2 separate regions of the Muntiacus reevesi genome follow, and region 2 is linked to region 1. The links are chromatin contacts, called in public Hi-C maps. All regions are on one chromosome and are shown on one strand. The core of a region is the stretch at or near the end of the contact, and the rest is flanking DNA. Distances in the headings are between cores, read along the strand shown. Region 1 holds the start of RIOK2 (RIO kinase 2). Region 2 holds the start of RGMB (repulsive guidance molecule BMP co-receptor b).

Region 1 (7,075 bases), core at 4,204-6,703:
GACATCCAAATCATAAGACGTACCCAAAACAACCTCCTTTGAAATAGGTTTTCTGATAGTTTTTTTGCTTCTAATTTTTTTGCTCTCAGTTTAAATTATGTAACTATACAGGATAAACTATGTAAGACAAAAAGCCGTGTATAAGCAGCATGTCATAAAATCACCCCCTGTTCTTTATTTTTATCACACATACAAAAACCAATACACAAGTATTTCTTTAATGCAATTTCAGACTTTTTTTCTGTGTTCTACACATACTTAACTTTGCCTTGTTGATCATACTGCTGTTATGAAAAAAAATGTGGTTTTTAGAACTTCCTTGTAGTATTTTTAAAAATTATTACAAATGTCCAGTTTTTCAGATATTAAAGTAAGAACATAAAAAGTTTTTGCCAAAGATTTCAGTTAGTATAGGAAAACTAATTCTTGGTATAACTGAACTGTCAGTGGTAGACTTATGAAAAAACAATTTACCAAATAAGGGTAATTTTGAAATCCATATTGCTTCCAAACAATTGTTCAATTTACTGTTTAGTCAGAAAAATAGAAAATTAAAGAGATGACTCCTTTTTTAAGGGAAATATAAATTAAAGCAAATAATGCAGTCAAAATAGTACTATTAGTTAGCACTTACCAGATTCTTTGCCAACACCCATCTGGTTTCCAACAGACTCAACCACCTGTCTAGAAGACAATGTTTTCAAAGCTAGGTAATCATAGCCTGCATTTGTCAACCGATAGCCCTGGACAGCTAGACAAAATCAAATGAGAAAGATCATATTTTAGTTATATTGTACCGTCAAGTCACATCATGTCAAGAGAACAATTTAAACCTGGGAAGTCTTAGCTGGAAAAAGACTGGCTATCTAGTCTTATGAGTTTTGGCATTTCCTATAAGTTTTATTTCTTCTCTAGAGCAGTGTTACTCAAACAGTAATCTACAGACTGACACTGGTCTGTAAAGGCTTGTTACTAGTTTGTGACAAGTTACACAAACTGAAATTAAGTGGTTAAGCTAAAAATTTTTGTATCAATTTGTCTCAGTAGCATCCGACTCTTTGCAACCCAAAGGACTATAGTCCTTGGAATTCTCCAGGCCAGAATACTGGAGTGGGTAGCCTTTCCCTTCTCCAGGGGATCTTTCCTACCCAGGGATCAAACCCAGGTCTCCCACATTGCAGGCAGATTCTTTACCAGTTGAGCCACCAGGGAAGCCCAAGAATGCTGGAGTGGGTAGCCTATCCCTTCTCCAGTAGATCTTCCCAACCCAGGAATTGAACCTGGGTCTCCTGCACTACAGGCAGATTCTTTACTAACTGAGCTACCAGGGAAGCCCTATACAAACTGAAATTAAGTGGTTAAGTTAAAATATTTTTCTATCAATAATACAAAATTACTTTAATTCTAACAAGAAGGAATATGTGCCTGTATCTTGTCAGTTTTTTTATTTCATCTTTCTAGTATTTACATTATTTTATAAAGGCATGGACCCTTTATAAAGGTGGAAAAGAACCACAAACCATCACCACAGCGGTTTGAGAGGGAATGCCCTAGAGTCCTTTGGCAGACTGTACTTTCCCAAGACAGTAGCAATAGTATCTCTATTCTACCTGCTCTTCTGCACCTGGAACTTCCGAATCCCTTATCAGGAAGTGGAAGTTACTTCTCTAACTTCTCTGATCTGGGTGGGCCTGGTGACTGCTCTGAGCAGAACATGGTAAAAGTGTGCTGTGTCAGTTCCAGGTCTAGTGTTTTCTTAGCATGACAACTTCTATCTGCCTTTTGGAATACCTGCTCTGGGGGAAGCCAATACATGGAAAATCACAAATGGCGCCTCAAATACTTACTTTTGGTTCGCTCCCAAGCTATGAGTTTATGTTTTACTAGTTCTCTTAAGACTTTATTACAACCACCATGTTTAAGGCTGGCTATAGAAGCAACCAAACTGCAGGGAACAATTTCATGGTTCTTCATGCCCATTTCAACCTGAAATTGAAGAAAATAAAAATGTAACCATAATCAACATACAGTCGCTATCTATCAAAACTCTGGTAAAAACTTAACTTTTTTAAACTTCTCTGACCACGCAGTTCCGGAAGCAATTATGAGATATAATTATTACCTTCCCTAGTCATATTTTATATTGAGGAAAGTAGGAAACTCATGAAAATATTTAGTCAAGGGAAATACATGAAAAAGGTTGTTTTAAGGACATTAATTTAGCAGGAATATGCAAAGCAGTTTATGGAAGGCAAAAACTGGAGGTGGTATACTGGAGAACAAAGACAACAGTCTAAGTCAGAGAAGACAGAAGCCAGAATAGGGGAGAGGTGAAGGGAATGGTGGGAAAGAACTGAAGAAATTAGTATGGGAGAGACTGGCACTTGATACGGAAGGGTAAAGTGAATGAAGAGTGAAAGTTGAAGGAGAGGAAGGATTATTAAGATAATAATAAACACTATTTTAATGAAGTTTGGGAAAGGTGTGAGGAGGTAGAAAAGTTGCTTAATTCTATTTGAGCACATTGAGTTTGAGGTGTTGGAAGATCCTTCAAAAAGATACTTTAAAAGAAGATGTTAAGGAAAATTGGAAAGGGTGACCTGCACTTGGGAATGAAGTAATAACTACAGGAAAAAAATCTGTCAATTATTTAATGAAGAGATAAAGTCATGAAAGGGCGTGATCATTAATCAAGAATATAATGGGAGAAAAAGGAGGGATGAGGGACAGAACTTGGGCAGGAATTCACACCAAAAGGTAAACGGCAGCCAAAGTATGATTATTGATATAGGAGGCACCGGAGAAATAAAGGGAAGGAAAGGTGGTCACCTATATCAAGACTGGTAAGACTCAAGTGAGACTGAAATATTTTAACAATTAGGCCACTCCTTGGTGAGCTTCAAAAAGAACTTAAGAATTGCAAAAGTCAAGTTTTGGAAGATAAATCTGGCATCGTTCTGATTTCCCAACCAAAATCTCACACTTTAAACTTAATTCACCTTCCATGCTTTATTCTGTTTCTCTAACATTCTCTTGACCCCCTATTTCTGACAGTGGCATTAAGGGATGAGTTAATGTGCTAAACAAGTAGAGAATGAAAGTATCTTTTGACACTAGGTATTTAGAGGACGTCTACCTGAATTTCAGAATCTATGGGAGGACAAAAAATTGTCTTCCAAATCTTACAATGAATTTGCATTTCACAGTTTAGTCCTTAAGCAATGTCTATTTAAGCAAAAGATAACAGCTCCGAAATAAATGTGTTTTATTCTGCAAATGCCTAACCTATGTGCTGATCTTTGTGCTACAATGCTAAGACCATAAAATCAGTTTTTGTCACTTTCCTGTTTAAAAACATTCAGGGACTCCCCTATACTTAGAATTTATTTTAAATTCTTTACCAAGCCTGTATGGCTCTATATCTACAGCATATCATCTGGCTCTCATCTTTTCCAGTTACATCTCCAACTCTTCAGCTTCTTTCTTACTTTGCTCCAGCCAACCTGGCCTTTCTAGTCTTCAAAAGTTGTTCCTGCCTGCGGGTTTTCGCACTTAACCACTGGTTTCCTCTCCCTTAAATTCTTTGCAAGGACTTTATTCGGCAGGTTCCTTTCTACTCAGCTATTATGTCCGCCCTCCTCCACCCCCCGCCCCCATTCTTTCTTCTACTTAACACGTATTTATTCAGTACCAAGTGCCAGAACTTTTTAAAAAACGGACAAGATTCTTGCACTCAGACAGTGTTGCCTAACTGAAGAGTTTAAAAACAGTATTCAGGCCCCTTGCCCCCATCATGCTGAGTTTCTATTTTATTATCCTCTTATCATCTTCATAACACTTTTTACCTGATATCCCTGTTATTTATTCATTTACTGGATGACTTGTCTCCTTTCTCTTATCTGTCCTGTACCCTCTGCAATTCCCTAAAACTGTTACTAAAAATCCATTAAGTATGTGTTGATTCAGTGAAACTGAAGGAGTGCTATGTGACTGAGTATGTTAGTAGGAAATGCAGTTCAGTTCAGCCGCTCAGTCGTGTCTGACTCTTTGCGACCCCATGGGCTGCAGCACGCCAGGCCTCCCTGTCCATCATCAACTCTTGGAGCTTGCTCAAGCATCCAGTCAGTAATGCCATCCAACCATCTCATCCTCTGTCCTCCCCTTCTCCTGCCTTCAATCTTTCCCAGCATCAGGGTCGCTGCAAATGAGTCAGCTCTTCGCATGAGGTGGCCAAAGTATTGGAGTTTCAGCTTCAGCATCAGTCCTTCCAATGAACACCCAGGACTGATCTCCTTTAGGATGGACTGGTTGGATCTCCTTGCAGTCCAAGGGACTCCCAAGAGTCTTCTCCAACACCACAGTTCAAAAGCATCAATCTTTCCCGTTCAGCTTTCTTTACAGTCCAACTCTCATATCCATATGTGACTCCTGGAAAAACCATAGCCTTGTCTAGTCGGACCTTTATTGGCAAAGTAATGTCTCTGCTTTTTAATATGTTGTCTAGGTTGGTCATAACTTTTCTTCAGCTACCAATTAATTCTCTTCAAGAGTCTTAAACAAAAAAAAAAAAAAAAAGAAAGAAAGAAAAGTCTTAAATCCTTCTCGGTCGGAAAAAGAAGCTCAGGGTCAAAGAAACTTCCCAGGCCACAGAGACTGGAATGTGATTCTGGAGAAGGGGAGCAGAAAGGACGGACGAGCGGGGGCCTTTGCTTCAAGTGGGGGAAAATAAAAGCTTGTGGACAAAGGCTTTTGAAAAACCCGACTATCTGATCTTCTTTTTCCTCAGTCCCAACGTCGGCTGCGTTCTGGGGGCACTAGGGGCCTTGCTCAGCTCCCAGCAAACCTGGAGCAAGAGAAAAGGCACGCTCGGTGGAAAAGGACAGAGGAGGGGGAAAAACGGGGTACTTCTTACCGCTGTCAGGACCCTGAAGTCATCCCGGCTCATGTAACGCAACTTGGCCACATTCACCTTCCCCATGGCGGACCGGAACTCAGGCAAACCCGGACGACCAGGAGCGCGGTTAACGCAGCTTCTCACGCTTCTCACGGCGCCTGGGCGGCTCGCGCACGCGCAGTTTATCCTACAGGTCCTTGTCACTAAGTAGATGTCCCGTTCTCACTGACTTGGGGCAATGAAACATCTTGAGTCTGGTGAAGCACATAGTGGAACAAAGCAGAGTACTTTTTGTAAAGTGATTTTGTTATGTCGCTGAATTGGCTGACTCTTTAACTGCTCTAGAGATCATACCCCGTTTTTGTTTTTTTTCATTTCTGTCAGGACCGACTGTCTAAAGGCCCGCGACCTGCCTTTTAAGAGCAGAGTGGAAATTTAATGAGAAGACCAAGTTTTATCTCCAAACAGCAACTCCTTTAGATGAAGTGAGTTACATCAAGAAAGGGACAAAAAGAACTTGAGCTGGACTCAGGAAACCCAAGGCTATTCGGTAAGAGTAATCGCGGGAGCGGGTCCGTGTCTAACTGCGCATGCTCACGACGGGCCGCCATGGTGGAAGAGAACTCTCGCGTCACTTGGCGTACTTGGTCGAAGATGCTCCCTGAGACTCCCCAGTGCGCCTGCGCCGCCTGGGGGCGGGGTCTGGACTGACGTGGGAGGGCGGGGTTGCAGTCGGCATCTCTCTCGCGCTTTTCCAGAGAAAGTGCTCAAGTGGACGGTTCCCAGTGGAACTACACAGTTGTTATCGAGGGCCTAATTTAAAGGCTTTCGGCGAACTGCGGACACAAGTCCTGGGACTTTTCCCTAGGTAAACAAAAATGTAACCTGAGCCGTACCGTTAATAGCTTGGACCTCGACAAAAAGGGTGCCTATTCTGTTTTTTTATAAGGATGACAAAACTTGTAGGATAATGTTTGCGTTTTTGTCTCATCTAAGGAACTATGGTTTAAGCCTTTCAGTTCAGTTCAGTTGCTCAGTCGTGTGTGCATGGACTGCAGCACGCCAGGCTTCCCTGCCCATCACCAACTACCAGAACCTACTCAAACTCATGTCCATGGAGTTGGTGATGCCATCCAACCTTCTCATCCTCTGTTATCCCGTTCTTCTCTCGCCTTCAGTCTTTCTCAGCATTAGCATCTTTCCCAGTGAGTCTGTTCTTCGCATCAGGTGGCCAAAGTATTGGGAGTTTCAGCTCCACTATCAGTCTCTCCAGTGAATATTCAGGACTGATTTCCTTTAGGATTGACTGGTTTGATCCCCTTGCAGTCCAAGGGACTTTCAAGAGTCTTCTCCAACACCACAGTTCAAAAGCATCAATTCTTCAGCACTCAGTTTTCTTTATAGTCCAACTCTCACATCCATACGTGACTACTGGAAAAATTGTAGCTTTGACTAGGCGGACCTTTGTTGGCAAAGTAATGTCTCTGCTTCTTAATATGCTGTCTAGGTTGGTCATAGCTTTTCTTCCAAGGAGCAAGCGTCTTTTAATTTCGTGGGTGCCCTCACAATCTGCAGTGATTTTGGAGCACAGGAAAATGAAGTCTGTCACTGTTTCCATTGTTTCCCCGTCTGCCATGAAGTGATGGAACCAGGTGCCATGATCTCGGTTTTTTGAATGTTGAGCTTTAAGCCAGCTTTTTCACTCTCCTCTTTCACTTTCATCAAGAGGCTCTTCAGATCCTCTTCACTTTCTGCCATGAGTGGTGTCATCTGTGTATCTGAGATTATTAATGTTTCTCCCAGCAATCTCGATTCCAGTTTGTGCTTCATCCAGCCTGGCATTTCACATGATATACTCTGCATGTAAGTTAAATAAGCAGGGTGACACTATACAGCCTTGATGTACTCCTTTCCTAATTTGGAACCAGTCTGTTCCATATCTGGTTCTAACTTGCTGCTTGACCTTCATACAGAGTTCTTAGGAGGCGGGTAAGGTGATTTGGTATTCCCATCTCTTCAGGAATTTTCCACAATTTGTTGTGATCTACACAGTCAAAGGCTTTGGCGGAATCAATAAAGCAGAAGTATATATTTTAAACCTTTAAAAGGCAGTTATTTTGGTTCACCCCTCATGGGAGGTGAGGGCACTGCATGTGTTTGAGGAGGATTGTGGGCTACTGC
Region 2 (6,699 bases), core at 257-2,756, 1.2 Mb after region 1:
GATAGTGACCCAGTTGTCTGACTCCTCTTCAAAAAGTCCCTGAAGGACCGGGCTCCCTGGATTCCCACTGCGCCCTCTTTGCCCTGCTCTTCGCTGCCTCTAGCGACAGACCGAGCGGCCCCAGAGGCGGGACTGTAGAAGGCGAAGAAAAGCTAGAGAGGGTCGGAGAAACTTCTAAGGAGGCAGAAGGTGAAATGCCTAGGTCAAGACGCTGGGCTATTTGCCCAAACGAGGAGAAGCAGCCTACTCGTCTCAGGCGTTGATTGCATAGAATAATCATAGCTCCTGCTGAGTAACCGTGATGCTTATTTTCAACTCTGGAAGGTCAGCTAGCCCCTTCCCTCTAGCCCCCCGCTGCCATCCCACCTTCTGCTCTTACCCAAGGGACTGTCTTCCCTTGAACACTGCGTGGGCTGGCCTTGTTCTTTATAACACGCTTCCTCACCTGTGTCTTAGATGTCTCTCCCCTGGTGGTGGTGGGGCGGGGGCGGGGGGATGGTTTAGTCGCTAAGTCGTGTCCGACTCTTTGCGACCCCATGGGCTGTAGCCCGCCAGGCCAAGAATACTGGAGTGGGTTGCCATTTCCTTCTCCAGCGGAATCTTCCCAACCCAGGGATCGAACCCAGGCCTCCGGCATTGCAGGCTGATTCTTTACCAACTGTGCTACCAGGAAAGCCCCTCTCTCCCCTCGTGATTCCCAAATCGTTGTCCTGGGCTTGTCCTAAGCTATAAACTCAAGCCCCTTTTAGAGGGACAGGACAGATCGCTGGATTCCTTATTTCAGCGAAACTCCAGAGGACCAATACTGCCCCCCTCCCCCAGTTTAGACCTACTCGGAAGACACTCAGAGATCGTGTATGGAAAGCGAGGAAGGCATTTCGACGCCGCTGGTGGGCAGCGGAAAGGGGTGGAAAGGGGGGCATCAGCGTTTGTGCGGAAAAGCGCAGAGTAGGAACCACGTGCCCACGTTCCCTACGGCCCTGCCCTGGCGACAGCTGGCACAGCCAGCGACCGGGAATACTTGGTGCGGGGCGGGGGGAGCAAAAGGCAATGCAGCCGGCGAGGAGGGTGGCTTTGGCCGCGTGAAAGGCTCTTTGTGCCGGCCCTCGGGGTGGGGGCAACGCGGGCGAGCGGGCCCGGAGGCTGGGCGTCCTGGCCCGCCGCTGCGCGCCCCTCCGCCGCCGAGCTGCCCAGATCCGGCGCGCGCCGGCAGGGGGAGACGTGGAGGGGTGGGGTGGAGACCCTCTAGATCTGGTCTTTGATAACGGGAGGGAACTGAACCGAACTGGAGGGAAGAGACAGCAGCTTGGAGAAAGCAAGGACGCAGCCAAGGGCTTTTTGCCTCCCGCCCCCCTCCCCTAGGGAGCCGGAGAGATCGCGGCGGCTGCAAGGGCGCAGCGCCTTCCCGGGCGCTCCCTCACAGTCGGGGAACCGGGAGGGCGAGCCCCCCCTCCCCGGCCCCCCCCAGGTTCCCGCCGCCCCCACCGGGGAAAGAGAAGCGGGCGCCGCGCTGCCTCGCTCAGCGCCCCGGCCGCGTGGCTTGCGGCTTATTTTCCCAGCTGGCAAGCGTCGTGCTGCAGACAAGGGAATGCCTGTGGTGAGTTGTTTATTTTGTTGAAGTTTGCGGTGGGCCGGAGGGCCGGGGTGGGGGGGATGGCGAGCGGCAGGCAGCGACCGGGACTGTTCTGTTTAGGTCTCCGTCCACCTGTGTGGTATAAATCTGCCCGCCTCGGGGCGGCGGGGCGCCAGGGTGAGAAAAGCCCAGCCCTGCAAAAGGCCCCTTCTTGCCACGTGCAGACCTAGAACCGCACTGGATTCCCCACTCCCGGCGTCGGCTGGATCGGCCGGATCCCCGCGAACACTGCCCCCCCCAACCCCCACGCCCGACCCTGCTCAGTGCTGAGGACGGGGCTAGCGCCCCAAAGGGGGTAGTCAGCGCCCACCACCCGGGGCCAGCTGGCCGTCGAAGTTCCTTCCCGGGTACCCTCGCCGCGGCTATGAGGCTCGCAGAGCTGGAGGCTTTGATGCGAGGGGCGCTCGCGAAATCAGTGGGGACTTGTTGGGGCTGTTTCCCGCAGCAAGTCGGGTCTGCCCGTGATTACAGCCTGGGGATCTGGGTTGGCCAGAGTTTCCCTGACTTGAAGCTGGGTGGGGTGGGGGATGGGGGCGAAGAAGGTAAGCGGTTGGCTCCCAGGGGAGCCCAGAGGAACGCCCCACCCCCACCCCCCAGGGGCTGATGGCAGTCGCGGTAGCGGCTGGGTTTGCCTGGAAGAAAAGCCTAAATACATTAGCGAGCTGGTAAAGCTTTTAAGGCCTTCTCGGGAATGAGTGGCTGGCTAATGAGAGGTTAATTCTGTTTGGAAGGGAAGGCTGCGCTGGTTTCCTGAGATAAATGGACAGGAAGCGCATTACCTCCGCGCGCTGGCAAGCGACTCCCAAATGCTTTTTGCACCTGCCGCTCTGAGCAGCGCGAGCCGCGGCTGAGCCCGCAGGGATCGCGGGGGCCAGTCGGGTACGAGCGGGTGATGAGCCCCACGCACGCCCCGGGCCCTCTCCTTCCGGGGGCGCAGCGCTCACCCCCGGCCCTGGAACTCCTCTGTCACACCCAGGTGCTGCGTGTTCCGGAGCTCAGGGGTCCCCCGATCCCGCCAAGCCCCCTCCAGGAGCGGAAGGGTTAAGAATGATGTAAGTACCATACACAAGCCGCTAGCCGCCGGGCCCTAGGGCTCCGGGCTGCTTTTCCCCGGCTTTGCCGGGGAACATCGGGGAACCTTTCCTCGAAAATGGGTGGCACACATCGTAGCCCCGGGGTGGTCTGTTAGAAGAGGGTCCTGGTAGATCTCTGCAAATGGAGATTCTGGGTATTAACAGGGGTTAGACATCATGTAAAGGTTCACGAAAAGAAACCACGTCTGTTTAGAATCCATTAATGTTGCTGGCATGTGTTTTATTTCTACCCATTTGGCACCTTCATACTGTGGGATGCTTTCCTGTGTCCCCTAATTGTACTGTTCTGGTTTCCTCTTTTCTTCCTGAAAACAAAGAGGAAGGAAGAAAGAATACAAGGGGCAAGAAACAGGGTGGATTTGTTTGAGTTGTGCAAGCTGTCACGTCACGGTTTTCTTTTTTATTAAAATATAAAACTTTTATAAGTCATCGATTTTATGTTTGTGTTCTAGCTCCCTCTCCAGATTTTTCTTTGTAGAGTCTTAAGACTCCTTAACTTGTGGCATACTAGCTGGGGAAGTGGGTTCGCTATAATTGACCATTCACCACGCTCTTGCTTCCCAAGCTGACTTGGGATCTTGTTAACAGTCCGAATGTACCCGGCGAATGTCAACTAACCCTAATGTCGTGAAAATAGGAACCACCTTGCGGTTTAATTGTGAAAATTAACATTTTCCTCTAGCATGCTGAACACTTATGCAGCAATAAAAAGTGAATTCTTAGGCGTATAAATCTTGGGCTTGTCAAACGTTTACAACAGAGGAGCAATAAAGTGCCTCAAAAGAAGTTTTTCCTCTAAGAAACAATAGCTCCATTTCAGGACGCTAGGACGTGCAGTGACTCGGGGGTGCCCTCTGTTGGTAAAATCTAGAGCAACCATGTACTTGAGGAACAGGATATAGGAGGGAGAAGAGGAAAGGGAGGAAAATTATAGAAAATCAGGAGTGAAAAAACTCCTGAACTCATACTAAACTGAATTTGACCCTTAACTCTTGGTTACATGTTTTAAAGTATGGCCAATAAAGTGGGATTCTTCTTTCATAGGAGTCGAACTAAATCTTGGGTTAAGGAAGAGGAACCATCTTACTATTAGTCTTTGTTAGCAAAATGCTTTGAAAGACGCTGTTTACATTGATTACTTTGAAAAAGAGGTTTACCAGGGTTTCATTGACTTGATTTCATTAGTAATATGTAGTAATTGCAAGAAAATCAATTTGGGGCTTAACAGTGTTTACTTCAGAGTATCACCTAAAAATCATATCACATAACTCTCCCCCCCCCAAAAGTCATTTCTCCAGGCAACTCTGAAGCTACTATTAAGCATATTATGGATACACACAAGACTTGGGTTATATCGTGGGCAGTGAAAGGTGTGTTTACCACTTGAGTCATCACAGTATGTAATAAGTAAGTAATGAAAAGTTGCAGTAAAAATAGATAGGCATCCTTCATTAGGGAGCTAGTGGTTTGTATAATTCAGAACGTGTGTAATGAGTAAGCTGGAGCGATGGAAAGTTTGCCCTCAATTATCCTGGTTCATTGATTGGCACTTTTTAACATGTGGAATACTAACATGTCCGTGGTTGATACGAAAATTCCTAAATTAGGGATTCTGAGTAATGTAGCAGGTAGAGTTGCAGACTGCGACTTGGATATAAGTGAATTTAAAACGGCAGCCCATTGCTGTTTGCGGGGCTGCTGCGCCAAGTCGCTCAGTCGTGTCGGGCTCTTTGCGACCCTACGGACTGTAGCCCCACCAGGCTCCTCTGTGCAGGGGATTCTCCAGGCAAGAACACTGAACTGTTGGAGAAAGGCAAAGACGAGGACAGTATGAAGTGGTTCCTGGCCTTTGAGGCCATTCTTGAGATTAGATACCACTTCACACCTGCTGATAACAAATTGGAACCTATCATCGACCTCATAAAACATGCTTCCTGTATCTCTGGAAGCCTCTTTTCCCGCCAGCAATTGGTTTCCCTCTCATTTTTGGAACCATCCCATCGCAAAAGTAGAAACGGAACTGCTATTGAATTAATTTGCTAATAGACGATGAACATTTGTGGAAAAGCCACGGAGCAACAACAAATCATGGTATAAAATTACACTGCATTAAAAACTCACTATCCTCATGAATCTAACTACAGTGTAACAGAACACGTAGACGTTCCCCCTACTCTCAGACCCCCCTCCCCAACTGCTTTCAGGAAGGGAAAAATGTCAGAGTGACAGGAACACCAGAGCCTCTCACAGCTGCCCGCGAACCCCACCAGGGAGCTGGCGGCTACCTTCCCAGGCCATCCGATTCGTTCCGGACCGCGGGTCACATTCGCATTTCCAAAGCGACTGGCTTTACCGAAAGTCCCGAATGAGTTCTGAAGGCGTTGAGTTTACTAAAAAAAAAAAAAAAAGAGTCATTTGGAAAGACCCTGATGCTGGGAAAGATTGAAGGCGGGAGGAGAAGGGCCGACAGAGGATGAGATGGTTGGATAGCATCACCGACTCGATGGACATGGGTTTGAGTAAACTCCGGGAGCTAGTGATGGACAGGGAGGCCTGGCATGCTGCGGTCCATGGAGTGGCAAAGAGTCGGTCACGACTGAGCGACTGAACTGAACGGAACTTACTTAGAAAAGTCCGCAGCGGGCTCAGAAGGCGGCTCAGCAGATGCGATTGGCCTCGAAGGGACCTGCCGCCGGGCGCTAGGCATAAACGCGCCCGTTTCCTCCGAGGAGCCAGGGCCATAGGGCAGGGACAGGGTCGGGGAGCGGTGATCTAAATAAATGCGTTACGGAGAGGGACGTCGAACCCGATCACTTTCCTTCTCGGAGAGGCCAAAGGCCGGCTCCTTTGTAACGACGGAGCTGCAGTCGCCCGTCTCCACTGGGCGCGGGGCGACAGTACATTGCAGGAGAGGGTGGAGGGGAGCGCGGAGGCCGCAACCAGCAGCAGGGAGGCTGGGCCGCAGCGCCGCCGACCCGACAGGCGGCAAGCTGGACGCGGAACTCGAATCACCCCGGGGAGGCTGGGAGCAGGGGGCGGGGCCCTGGAGGGGCGGGGCCGGCGCTTGGGGCCCTATGAGTGACCGTCTGAGTGCAGAGCGCCCGCCTCTCGGCCAATGGGGTTAGGGTGGGCGGTGCGGTGCGGGGGCGGGGCCGGCGCGGATTGGTGGGGCTTCGGGAGGGGCGGGGCGGCAGTGCGGGGCTGAGATTGATCGAGCGCGGGGGGCCCGGCGGCACAGAGCGATCGGGGCCGCCGGCGGCTGCGGGCCGCCGCTGGAGGCTCCGTCCGGTGCGTTTCCGCGCCCGCCGAGCCCACGCTGGCCCGGGGACGCCCCGCGCGCGCGCTGCCGGCCGGGCTTCGCACTCGCTCACTGTCTTTGTGTCTTTTCCTTCCCCGCCCTCCGCCCTCCCCGCCCGTCCTCCGCCCGCCCGCCGACTCCGGCCGCCACGATGCCTCCGCTCCCCGCGGCCGACGCCGCCGACGCGCTCCGCCCGCGGCACCCGGCTCGCTTCTGCTGCTCCTGCGGCGGCGGCGGCGGCGGCCCGCGTCCGACGCGGGGCTGAAGGAGGAAGAAGAGGAAGCGGGGCGCGCCCTCCGGCCCATGCCGCCGCCCCGGCCCGGGACCCGCCACGGCGCCCTCGCCGCCGCCCTCGCCGGAGCCCACGAGAGCTGCATGGACGGGCATGGGCTTGAGAGCAGCATCGCCCTCCTGCGCCGCCGCCGCCCCAGCCTCCGCAGCCGCTGCAGCCGGGGCTGAGCCGCGCCGCCGCCCCCGCCGCCGCCCGGGGCTCGGCCCGCCGCCCCTGGCGCTGCTGCTGCTGTTGCTGCTCAGCCTCGGGCTGCTTCATGCAGGTACGGGGGGCACGCGCGCGCTGGGCGGGTGGGAGCCGCCTCTAGGGTGGGGGGGTGGCTGGGTTCCCCGATCCCCCCACCCCCGGGGGGCAGAAGGCGCTGGCCGGGGCGGGAAAGGCC

Evidence for each region. A called contact is a pair of places that touch in the nucleus more often than the background predicts.
Region 2: a contact with region 1 is called in a Hi-C map of blood, with 3 times the contacts expected there. The contact joins the promoter of RGMB here to the promoter of RIOK2 in region 1. A contact is called at or near these places in 2 of 3 Hi-C or Micro-C datasets (blood and muscle).

Annotation. Positions count from the first base shown.
Region 1 is chr1:272,501,452-272,508,526 of mMunRee1.1, forward strand. It overlaps RIOK2 (RIO kinase 2), which reads right to left and starts at 5,454. Exons shown (of 9, transcript XM_065919299.1): 1 at 4,913-5,454; 2 at 1,848-1,986; 3 at 635-751. The coding sequence starts at 4,978. It overlaps LOC136157466 (a long non-coding RNA gene), which reads left to right and starts at 5,661. Exons shown (of 3, transcript XR_010661273.1): 1 at 5,661-5,762.
Region 2 is chr1:273,727,133-273,733,831 of mMunRee1.1, forward strand. RGMB (repulsive guidance molecule BMP co-receptor b) reads left to right here and starts at 1,507. Exons shown (of 5, transcript XM_065919420.1): 1 at 1,507-1,597; 2 at 2,610-2,685; 3 at 6,293-6,579. The coding sequence starts at 2,681.